Linked DNA regions of Mus musculus: region 1 is linked to region 2. Evidence: chromatin contacts called from public ChIA-PET data. All regions are on one chromosome and are shown on one strand. The core of a region is the stretch at or near the end of the contact, and the rest is flanking DNA. Distances in the headings are between cores, read along the strand shown. Region 1 has its middle 65 kb from the start of Ehd3. Region 2 has its middle 13 kb from the start of E330032C10Rik.

Region 1 (5,894 bases), core at 1,085-3,584, 610 kb after region 2:
GTGTTTATGTATGTATGTGTGTATATAAGTGTGTGTATGTAACATTATGAACTAACCAGTACCCCGGAGCTCTTGACTCTAGCTGCATATGTATCAAAAGATGGCCTAGTCGGCCATCACTGGAAAGAGAGGCCCATTGGACACGCAAACTTTATATGCCCCAGTACAGGGGAACGCCAGGGCCAAAAAGGGGGAGTGGGTGGGTAGGGGAGTGGGGGTGGGTGGGTATGGGGGACTTTTGGTATAGCATTTGAAATGTAAATGAGCTAAATACCTAATAAAAATGGAAAAAAATAAGTGTGTGTATGTATGTATGTATGTATGTGTGTGTGTGTTTATGTATGTATGTGTGTATATAAGTGTGTGTATGTATGTATGTATGTGTGTGTATCTGCTTTTCTGTATGTGTACCATGGGTATTCAGTACACAAGGGGACCAGAAGAGGAAGTTAGATTCCCTGAAATTAAAGCTATAGGCAATTGTAAGTGGCCCAATTTGATTGCTGGTAGCTGAACTTAGGTCCTCTTCAAAGCTCTTAATCACTGAGCCATCCCTCCAGCCAGCCCCACTCCACCTCCAATGTTTTAAGTCAGTTTACAATTTGGTTACATTCATAGATAACCTGGAGTACACACCTTTGCACATTGAATTGAACACATCTAGAACTTTAGAAGTTCGTAGGTTGAGGAGAGCATAGAAGTGGTGCTTTCAAAAGACATTCTGAGAGTCTTGTAAGAGTGGAGGTGACAGATTAGAGTTCATGAGAGGCTCTGCCGCTGAAGTCCCCTCTTCCTGGTACAGACTGACCATCTCTTCAGCATCCTGCCTTAGGCAACAATCTGGAAAGAGGCAGGAAGAAGGTTCCCTGGCTCTTCAGAATGGAGGTCAGTGTGTCACTTTCCTGTCACAAGACCCCCTTCAGCTTTCTGTAAATACACACAGCTTGGGATTCCTGCCCAGCTGGGTATCAGGAAAAGAAACAATAACCATAGAGACCTCCACAACCCAGCCCGGACTCTGCTCCCACAATCCTAACTATCCTTTGGGTCTCCCTTGAGGACAGATCAGTCACTGGAGCTTCCTACTCTGAGACAGGTCAGAGAAGCCCACTGAGGTCATAGCCAGCATGAAAGGGCCTTCCACCAGCCTGGGTAGAAAATTCTGGAAGCAGAGGTGCCTCCACAACCTGGAAAGCCTGGAAGAGAATTATTTCCAAGGCCTAGCAATGCCTAGCTAACATTAAACCCATCCAAAGCTTGCTATTTCTCCTTGTATCTGAGATATGGAATCAAAGAACTCGTAGAGAAGGGCCTGGAGCTATCACCAAGAGGGAAAGCAAGCTAGCTGTGTTATCTTCTCTAAAGACTCCCCCGGGTCTCCACCTGCCAAGCAGCTGGGTTCCTTCTGACCTATCAGCATCCCGAGGAATGGCCTGGCCTTGTTTATGGTAGAGGGGCCCTGGATGAAGCTGAGGCTGAGGGAGAATTTCAGACCTAAGGTGAAAGGAGGCAAGGCTTCTTCATGGACAACTTTACAGCTAAATGCCCATTAAGCAAAGAGAACACCACTGACTTCAGAGTCTTACTTAAACATATCTTTCTTCTCCCAGAGTGGCCTTCTCCCAAGACATCGAGGTAAGCCTGACATGGCGTTGGTTGAAGCACTCACCGTTTCAGTCTTGAGTTGTGTCTGATCTTTTCTCTTAGGTGTCCCTTTGAGGATCTGTATCTCCCAGGTAAGATGCCTGAGAAAGCGAAAGAAAGATGTCCTACCACCATGCTGTCTGTCTTTCTGGGCAGGCTTTTTCCCCCCATTTCTAGAGTTCTGGGATCTATGATACCCCCTTTTCTCCAAAGAAGGCTACTATTTGGGGAACATGGGACGACTTCCTTGAACTGATGGAGGACTGATACTTGACTATTTTGGGTTCTTGTGCCATGGAGTCAGAAGAAAAGTAATACACACCATCCTCACAGAGGTCATGGGTAGGGCCTGGAAGGAGTGAGCAGAGCTGCTGCTAGGTAAGGGGGAGAGGGTCACACTTAGTGCTGGGTGAGTCACGTGGGTGTCTCTCGGCAGTCTTGTATTGACTTCCAACAGTAAGTAGGAGACGAAGCAGTCATGAGGCAGAGCCTCTTGAAGAACCTCTAAGAAGCAGTGGCTCTGACTGGCACTAAAAACAGAGCATTAGGGATACAACGTCGAGGATGCCCAGATCCACCCCAACCCCTAGTACTGAAGGACTAACTCTCCCAGGCCTCTATGGGTGCATCTATCTAATGTCAGCCCCTTCACAATAGCTTTGATAGAGAGGAGTTGCCTCCCCCACCCCTAAAGCCACAGCCACTTCCTGAGCAAGCCCCGGGTTACAACTGGTGGCGCAGGGGAAACCCTAGGCCCAGCACCCTGAACCCAGGCAGATGCTGCAGCCATCCAGCCCCTACTCTCTCAGTCTCCCGCTACTCTGTCAATACTCTGTCAATACTCTCTCAGTCTCCCACTACTCTGACCAGTCTGAATCAGCATTTTGTTTATTTATTTGTTTATTTCTTTTCACAATGGATGCACTTAAAGCTATGCTTCACTATTGGACAAAGTCCACAGTTTATATGAGGGTTCTTGAAGTTGTGTAGTCCACGAGTTTATTAGCTAAGTATCTAATGACACATGTTCAACATTACAGGATTATATAGGGCTTTTCTGCCCTAAAAACCCATGCCCCTCCCCCCCCTTCACTTGTTTGTCCCTTGCTGTCCCCAGGCCTCTGCTAATTGCCAGTATTCATGTTGTCTCACATCTTTGCCTTTTCTGGAATGCCATATAACTGGACTTATACCACATGTAGCCTTTTCAGATGAGATTTGTTAATTTAAGGTGTCCCTGAGTCTTTAATGATCTCATAGTTCCCTCCTTTGCAGTGTTATATAATATTCCATTGCTATATAATATTCAGTGTTTCTCAACCTGTGGGTCTCGGCCCCCTTTGTGGTCAATTACATATCAGATACCCTACATATCAGATATATACATTACAGTTTATAACAGTAGCAAGATTACAGTTGTGATGTAGAAGTGTTGGAGGCTCAGCACAGCATGAGGAACTATATTAAAAGGGTGACAGCATTAGGAAGGTTGAGAACCAGTGGTCTGCATGTACCATGGTTTCTTTGGGGGAGGGGGCAGTAAGCAGATTTTATTGTTGCTGCTGAAGAGTCATGGCCAGCCACATCAGGACAGGGGTAGTGATGGGGTGGAGAGTATTACTGGGCTGATCCCCTGAGGAGCGGCTCAGAGCAGGAAGGGGATAATGGGCATGCAGAGGGGCAGGTAGTTGCAGAACTCCTACAGGTAGCTGTGATGCTTGCACTTGGCCCAGATAGTCATCTGGGTGAAGCCCACCAGGGAGAAGAGGGCCACTGGGACACACTGAGTCAAGATGGCAAAGCCAATCCAGGAGCGCACCTCATAAGTGCAGCTGGGACAGGACACCAACAGAAACAGCCAGGTGAAAGGGTTCTTGGAGGGGTATGGGAACTTCCTGGTTTTCGACCCAGCCGAAGGTCCCGAAGAACCATGTGGATGGAGAGGTTCCCAAGCTGGTAGATCACAAAAACGGCCAGTGCCAGCTTAACCTGCTGAACTCCATAGGTAGGGGGTGTGTAGACAGGGTGGTTGATGTAAGAAGCCATCCATGCAGCAAAGCCCCAATTGTAGGTGCAGTTTTTGAAGATGTTTTGCAAAGGCGCGGTTCCGTGAGAGAATCGGTGCACGAAGAGAGTCTCCAGCAGGCATTTGATGTAGTGGAATGAGTGGCACATGCAGGTGAGGGGCACCACCATATGCCGACTGGATGTAAAGTTGTTTGTGCGGCCATAAATGAAGGGTACCCGGTAGAAGAGCAGGTAGATGAAAAGGGGGCCGGCATACTCCATCAGGAAAACCGTCACCCAGCTGATCTGGGCCCTGAGGTCCCAGAAGTAGAGCGTGGCTGTGGTGCCCACAGGAAGTTTCTGCAAGACATCTTCATCTTTCAGGGACTTCCCCTTGGGGTCCAGGCGGAGGGACTGGCTGGCAGGATACCACTGTGGATGTGTCTTGGTGAAAAGGGTCTTGATTTCAGAAATGGTGGCCTGAGGCTCTACCTTGTCCACGAACCACAGCTTCTCTCTTGTCTTTGCATCCCGAACCCCCACCTCATAGTGCTTCATGGTTCTTCCACAGGATGGCACCTGCTCTGCTGCAGCTGAGTGGCCGCCCCGCGGCACCAAACAGCACCCAGCCCCACACATACCGGGAGCAGCACTGTATCATGTTTTCTTTATCCATTCACTTCCTGAAAGGCCACCTGAATTTCTGCCAAATGTGGCCATTGCTGATGCTTCTGTAAATATCATACTACAGGCGTCTGTGTGGACCCAAGATGTCTCCTTGATTGATCAAACAGCACAGCAAATAGCACACTTTCTATATTACATTTACTATACTTCTCCTGGCAGCTGTTTTGAGGAATGCTGACAACTCTATAGGACATTTTGAGGTTGACTTAGGTGATGCACATGAAGCCCTTAACCTAGTGCCTTACTTGCACTTAGGCAGCCTGGATTCCAAGTGTGCACGAAAGGCAAAGCTGTTTTCTCTGTAGCTTGGCTTGATAGAGACATGACTGAGCTCTGTAGTACATATGACTCTGCCCATTCTTTTTGTTGTTGTTGTTGTTGTTGTTGTTGTTGTTATTGTTGTTTCGAGACAAGGTTTCTCTGTGTAGCCCTGGCTGTCCTGGAGCTTACTCTGTAGACCAGGCTGGCCTCGAACTCAGAAATCCGACTGTCTCTGCCTCCCAAGTGCTGGGATTAAAGGCGTGCACCACCACTGCTGGGTGACTCTGCCCATTCTCATTTCTGTTGCTGTGATAAAATACCCAACTTGGGACAGAAAGTGTTTTTTTTGTTGTTGTTGTTGTTGTTCGTTTGTTTTTAGCTCATTAATTCCTGCCTTGACTTCCTTGCTATGATGACCTGGAAGCAACTAGTTACATCTGAATAGAGAATGAAAGTGTGTATACGTATTTATGCTCTTCACTTGTATAGTCCATGGTCACATGCCTAAAGAAAGGTATTGTCCAAGCCACCTGACCCAGAGAGGGGAGGTGGAGATAAACCCAGTGTCGTACATTGTTGTGTCTGAGGTTTAGGCAGACAGGGTGCTGCTGTGCCCCTAAACATTGCTGCCTTCTGCTGTCTGCTCTCCTCCCAGGGATGCCTCTCCTAGTCTTCCACCATTTAATCACATGAAATAAAACCATGCCCCACATCTGAAACTCACAGGTGCGCAAAAAGAGGTATACCTGTAACCATAGTGATGGCTAGTGGGAGGAGGAGACAGGAATGTCCATAGAAACCTGTGGACCAGGTAGCCTGGCCTCTGTGGCAAAGCTCCAAGCCTATGAGAGATACGTCTTTAAACAAAAGGTAGAAGTTCCCATGGACCTGATATTTAAGGTCGTCCTCTGACACGCCCCCCCATATGCACCCCATGAACATCCCCAAGCACAATACAAACATATGTAGATATAAACATACATTAAAATCAATTGCCATCCAGTAAGATTGAAAACTCAGCTCCCATTCACACTAGACATACCTCAAGCACTCAGTAGTAACTGCATGTGCTATGGCCATCTGGTTAAATACAGGACATTTCTATCATCACAGAAAATTCTGTCGGATGGCAAAGTTCTGAAACATTCTTCCGCTGATTTTCTATCATCCATCCTTCAAGTCTCGGCTTAAGCATCACATTCCCGGAGTCCCTCTCTGACCCTCCAGTCTAAACTATGTTTCCCTGCATTCTTTCTCACACTGCTGGCAATTTTCCTCTTGAGATCTTATGACTA
Region 2 (5,665 bases), core at 408-2,907:
AGCTGTCTTCAGACATACCAGAAGAAGGCATCAGGTTTCATTACAGATGGTTGTGAGCTACTACGTGGTTGCTGGGATTTGAACTCAGGACTTTTGGAAGAGCAGTGAGTGCTTTTAACTGCTGAGCCATCTCTCCAGCATGAGAAGAACTCTTGAGTGAGAACTTGCAGAGGGGAGGGCCTGCAGAGACTGAAGCAGGTGCCTGGAAGGAAACAAACGTTGGGGGACATTGAAGAATTCCCATTGCCGACCACAACGAAGGTAAGAAGGAAGAGGCAAAATAAATTTCAGGATATCCAGATGAGGGTTTAGAGCAGCAGGTGTGACCATTCAGGGAAACTGAGGCAGAGGGTAGAGCTGAGCTCAGGGAGAAGAGGGGGTGCTGTGCCCAGCTATGTGTTGAGCTGATTGGGCTCAGACAGCTTCCAGTAGACGCAGGGGTGCACCAGCCCAGCCTTTGGCATGTCAGAGAACCAGACACAGATCTGGGATTCCCTATGTGTGTAGTCGGTGAGGATTCTGTTTAAGATGGAATGAATGGAGCTGAGCTTCCTCCCTGCCCCCACCCACCCCCAAAGCTCACCTCCCACTCCCAGGAGCCAATTGTGGTTTGCTTGTAAGGATGCCTGCTGTAACCCAATGGTTTGTGTTGCCCCTAAGTCCATGCATTAAAATTCTAACCCCTGTGGTGATGCTATTTAAAGTTGAAGCTTTGAGGAGATTCTTAGGTCATGAAGGAGTAAGCCCCTATAAATAAGATTAGTGCCTTAGAAGAGAAACAGTAAGGACGAGGAAAGATGGCTCATCTAGCACATATGCTTGCTGCCAAATCTGATGATCTGAGTTCAATCCCAGAACTCACACAGTGCTTGCAATTTGCCCTCTGACCTCCACATGTGCACTGTGTTGTGTGTGCACATGCCTCCCTGACCACCACTCCTACCAAATAATACAGGTTTTTTTTGTTTGTTTGTTTTGTTTTTTTTTTAAAGAAGCAAAAAGTATTTAAAAATAATCGAATAAAAGAAACACTATGAAGCTGGGCTAATGGCATACACTTGCTGGGCTAATGGCATACACTTGCTGGGCTAATGGCATACACTTGCTGGGCTAATGGCATGCACTTGCTGGGCTAATGACATATACTTGCTAGGCTAATGGCATACACTTGCTGGGCTAATGGCATACACTTGTGAACTCAACATCTAAGAGGCCAATGCAGGAAGATGGTGAGTTCAAGGCCAGCTTGAGCTACAAAGCAAGACTTTATTTCAGACAATCAAACAAAACATCAAGACACCGAGTGTTCCCTAGCTCTTCAGCCATTGGAGGACATAGCAAGAAGACACTGGCCACAGGCTCTATCAGCCTTGTGCTTAGATATACCTGTTCTTAGTTGTGTGGAGACTAACAATGCTGTTCACTTCCCATTCAGTGGTGGTTTTGTGTTAGCATCTCAGACCGACAAAGCCTTCTGCAGACTCACACATCTCCTGGAAGATAAGTCATCTGAAAAGCCAGAGAAACCTCTACCATGCCTCAGACACTGAGTGGCAGTCAGCCAGGCCGTGGTGCTGTCTTTCTGCCTGAGTCACCGGGAATGATTTTGTGTGTGGTTACGCTGTAGCACCTTTGAGTGACAGAGAGAGTGGGCGGAGGCTGAGTCATGTGAGCCTCTTCCGCAGATGGTGGAGGAATGTGAGTCACACCACATCTCCAGTGCGTAGGGAGAAGCAGCTTAGAAACCCCGCAGAGACCATGTCCAGAGACAGGTCTCAGGGCCAAGCTTGCTGATAGCTGGTCCTTAACAATGATGGGTGTGGCTGTTATTTAAATGGGCCTTTACAGATCAGACATTCACCAGTTTTTCCTCACCAAGTCTCAGGTTATACTATTGTCACTTATGTGGTTGTCAATAGTTACCTTCATCTGCCCCCAGGCTGTGGATGTAGGCACTGGGCTAGACTTTGCCATCTTTTCCTTGATGTCAAGTCCATCTGAAAGAACAATTGAATAAGCAAGTGAATGAGTCTCTCCCCTTGGGATTGAAGTTTAATACAGTCTACGAGTATACACACACACACACACACACACACACATACACACACATATATATATATATATACATACATATATATATATATATTCATTCTATTCTGTATACACAATAACTTTGGAAGACTAAGGATATGTGATACATTAATAGTAGAGCTTACTTCCTGAAGATGGAGACTGAGGACTGGAATGGTTGATTACCTTATCATCTTCCTTGCCCCTGTTCCCTTCACATATATATGTGTATATATGTATAATATATATTGCACAGAGAGAGAGAGAGAGAGAGAGAGAGAGAGAGAGAGAGAGAGAGAAACAGAGACACACAGAGAGAGACAGACACACAGAGAGACAGACAGACAGAGAGAGAGACAGAGAGAGAGATTTTCAAGTAGCCCAGTCTGTCTTCAAACTCACTATGCGGTCAGGATAACCTTGAACTTCTGACTCTCTTGTCTCTTCCTCCCGAGCGCCCACTCTCTGCAGTGCTGGGGATTGAACCTAGGACTTCATACCTGCTAACCACGTGCTCTACCACTGAGCTACAGCCCCCCTCCCATTCTCCTCTCTCATTCACTCGGTAACACAGAAAACATAGTTTGTGTCTGTCTACACAGGCTTGATTTTGTACCCCAGGTGCTAGTCCTCTGACCCACACTTAGGTTTGGAGGTGCTGGCTAGCTCCTCTCATGGGTGCCATGTCATATTTTAGATCAGTAGCATCTGCAGCGTAGCCAGATGGGATTGAGCACTTAGAAGTAGGCAGGGGTGGTGGCGGAAGTGAGTGTGTGCTGAATGAGAACCCCAGATTACTGGAAACTACATTGAGGCCTAAGCTAGGTGACAAATCAGAGGTTATTAGAGCTAGAACTGTGGGTAAGCCAGAACTGTGCGTGTGCCAGGTTGTCACAGTGAGAAGGTTAGGATCTCCATAGTGCAGAGTCTCTTTTCATCCCTTACACCAGTGATGGGTAATCTCCCTGGTGGCATAAATCCAGAGCCTCGCTTTCCTGCCCTTTCCCCAACTATAGATCTGAGCACTACGTAAACTTCCCAGTCTTTGGCCAAGGAGGCTACAGGCAGAGCATTAGGTATGTTGGAGGAGCTTTGACCTGATGGTTAGAAAACTAGGGTACAGGCTTGCTTTTATAAGTCCATCTCTTTTGTATTCTGTTAACTTGAATTTGGCCCGAAGTGGCCCCTGAACTCTGAGTTCCCGCATAACAAACTGTAACCAAACTTAGTGTGTAACAAAACTGTAAAATTTTGTCATAGAGTTTGAGCCAGTTACAACATAAGCATCAGCCAACCATGGGATGCTGGCTAGATAGTCTGCACCACAGAGGGGCCCTGTCTTCCTCAGCTCATTGTCCAGGGTGAGGGTGCATAAGAGGAGGTGAGGCTCTCAGCATATCTGGTCCAGTCCTCTCTTCACAGAGGCTACCTCTGTTCCTGGCCCCACACCACGCCTGCTCTTCTCTTTCATGGCTTCCAGATCTTGAATGATACCCGTGGGGCATCTTGCGTTGGGAAGATCTTTCTTCCTCTCCTTCCTTCCATCCTCAGAGATAAAGGGCATTTCTTTGTGTCACTGAGTGGATTCCTTGCCAGTCATTTGTGGCAGACAGGAAGCAAAACTGTCCCCACCCTTCTACACTGTCAAATGACTGCAGGGCACTGAAATTTTGCCCAAAGGTTTGGTTTCCAGTCCTTCAGTATTTTAGCTCTGTGTTTCTTGTATGAGAGGATGCTGGAAAGTCGTGTTTTGCATCTGCTCTCAAGTGGCGGTGGCTTATTCCCCTTTCAAGTCGGTTGACACCGTTGTAGGGCACCACCATCTGCCTTCATCAGTATTTCTCAGGAGCTTCTGAGGGAAGACTGAGAAAGGTAATGAGAAATGGCATGTGAGTGAGTCCTTCAAGATTTAGCCAGAGAAGCTACCCAGAACTAAGTAGAGTAAATTCTGTACTTTTCAATGGTACTTGCACGTGCTTGTGCATTAAATAAACATCAACCCATACCTCATGCCAAAACAGATCATAGATCTTAACCTCAGGCAACAGTTCAAGTGAAATCATAGATCTGACGATTGTCAAACATCTAGAAGAAAACGCAGGCAGCAGAAAATCCTAGTATAGTGGGATCAAATATAGGATACCGAAAGCACGATCCATAAAATCAATTGGTGATACAGTTGACTACATTAACATTAAGAACTCTGCCTTTCAAAAGACACCACCCATTACCGAGAGGACAAGCCTCAGACTGAGATAGAACATGCACAATGCAGAACTATGATAAAGGACATGTATACAGAATACAGAAGTTATGTGAAACGCAACAATAGGAGAACAAACGCCAACAATAACAACAAAGATTGTAAGTGCAAATGATCAGGAGACTTGACACCGTACTAAAGTGGGAGCTCACTCTGAGCTGTGGTAACAAACATGAAGCAAAACAGAAGTCTTAAAGATGTGGAAATAGAAAATAAAGCAATAGCGTTGGAAGTTAGTTTGACCCTCTCCTGAAGTGCTAAGCTTGCAGTTCTGGCTCAGCCACCATAACCCAGGCCATTTACTCAAACAGACGAAAGCATGGCTGTGACAGGCAGGCACTCAAGCATATTTACCTGTTTTAGCTGCAGTAAATGTCCATCCATGGGAGAATGGACAAGCAAGTGGAAGCATAGCTCATACAATGGAGTTCTTCACAGTCGTAGAAAGGAGTGGACACGTGTGTATCTCAAAATAACTTGTCTCAGAAAAAGCTTAGTGATATAAATAAGTCTCTCATGACTACATTTGAAGAAACTTCTAGAAAATGCCAACTTACTTTTTAATGACGGAAATCAGACCATTGCTTGCACACGCTGAGCAAGTGGAAACAGCCAGGGCACCAGCTCCCCAGGCCCCAAGTTAGACATTTCATAACTATGAATGTCTATTTTATTTTAATTAGTTGGCAGATGAATTTTCATACACGTGTGGCATGTGCTCTTCTCACGGGGGAAGTGTTTCCCAAAAATGTGGAATATTGCCAAGGCAGAAAGTAGTATCTGTGTTAGAGAGCTGGGGAGGATAAAAATGAATGAACTAATATCTAACTTACAAAATAGAAAAGGACTAGAAATAGAAATAGACTAGACTCCATCCTAGTGCTTCCTTAAACTCACAAATGGGACCCATGCCTAGCTCTGTCCAACTTCAGACTTAATGAAGAATAAGTAGATGGATTCCCACTATAATCAGAGATGAGATGAGAACTGCCGGCCTGACCAAGATTTGAGATAAGAAAAACGAGCATAAGGACCAGGAGTGGATAGGAGAAAGAAGGGTCCTTGCTTGTAAATAAAGCAACCTCGTGATAGAATCTGACAATAGATGTTATGGGACACTAAAGGGGGCTGGAGAGATGACTCAGCGGTTAAGAGCACTGGCTGTTCTTCCAGAGGTCCTGAGTTCAAATCCCAGCAATCACATGACGGCTCAAAACCATCTGTAATGGGTTCTAATGCCCTCTTCTGGTGTGTCTGAAGACAGCAACAGACTCACATATATGAAATAGATAAATCTTTAATAAAAAAAAAACAGAAAAAAATGAGATACTA

Evidence for each region. ChIA-PET counts read pairs in DNA pulled down with a chosen protein or histone mark.
Region 1: an RNA polymerase II ChIA-PET map of memory CD8 T cells shows a contact between it and region 2, with 20 read pairs. The contact joins two enhancer-like sites. A contact is called at or near these places in 1 of 484 Hi-C or Micro-C datasets (regulatory T cells) and 3 of 115 datasets of contacts at active chromatin or transcription factors (astrocytes, large pre-B cells and memory CD8 T cells).

Annotation. Positions count from the first base shown.
Region 1 is chr17:73,867,142-73,873,035 of GRCm38.p6, forward strand. It overlaps the pseudogene Gm4948. Among named protein-coding and RNA genes, the nearest start is that of Ehd3, 65 kb to the left of the region's middle. Within about 2 kb of position 2,335, at least 18 of the 459 cell types and tissues checked have an H3K27ac peak or open chromatin away from gene starts, as enhancers often do. A contact at or near this core is called in memory CD8 T cells and regulatory T cells, where this site is marked.
Region 2 is chr17:73,261,629-73,267,293 of GRCm38.p6, forward strand. No RefSeq gene overlaps it. Among named protein-coding and RNA genes, the nearest start is that of E330032C10Rik, 13 kb to the left of the region's middle. Within about 2 kb of position 1,658, at least 170 of the 459 cell types and tissues checked have an H3K27ac peak or open chromatin away from gene starts, as enhancers often do. A contact at or near this core is called in memory CD8 T cells and regulatory T cells, where this site is marked.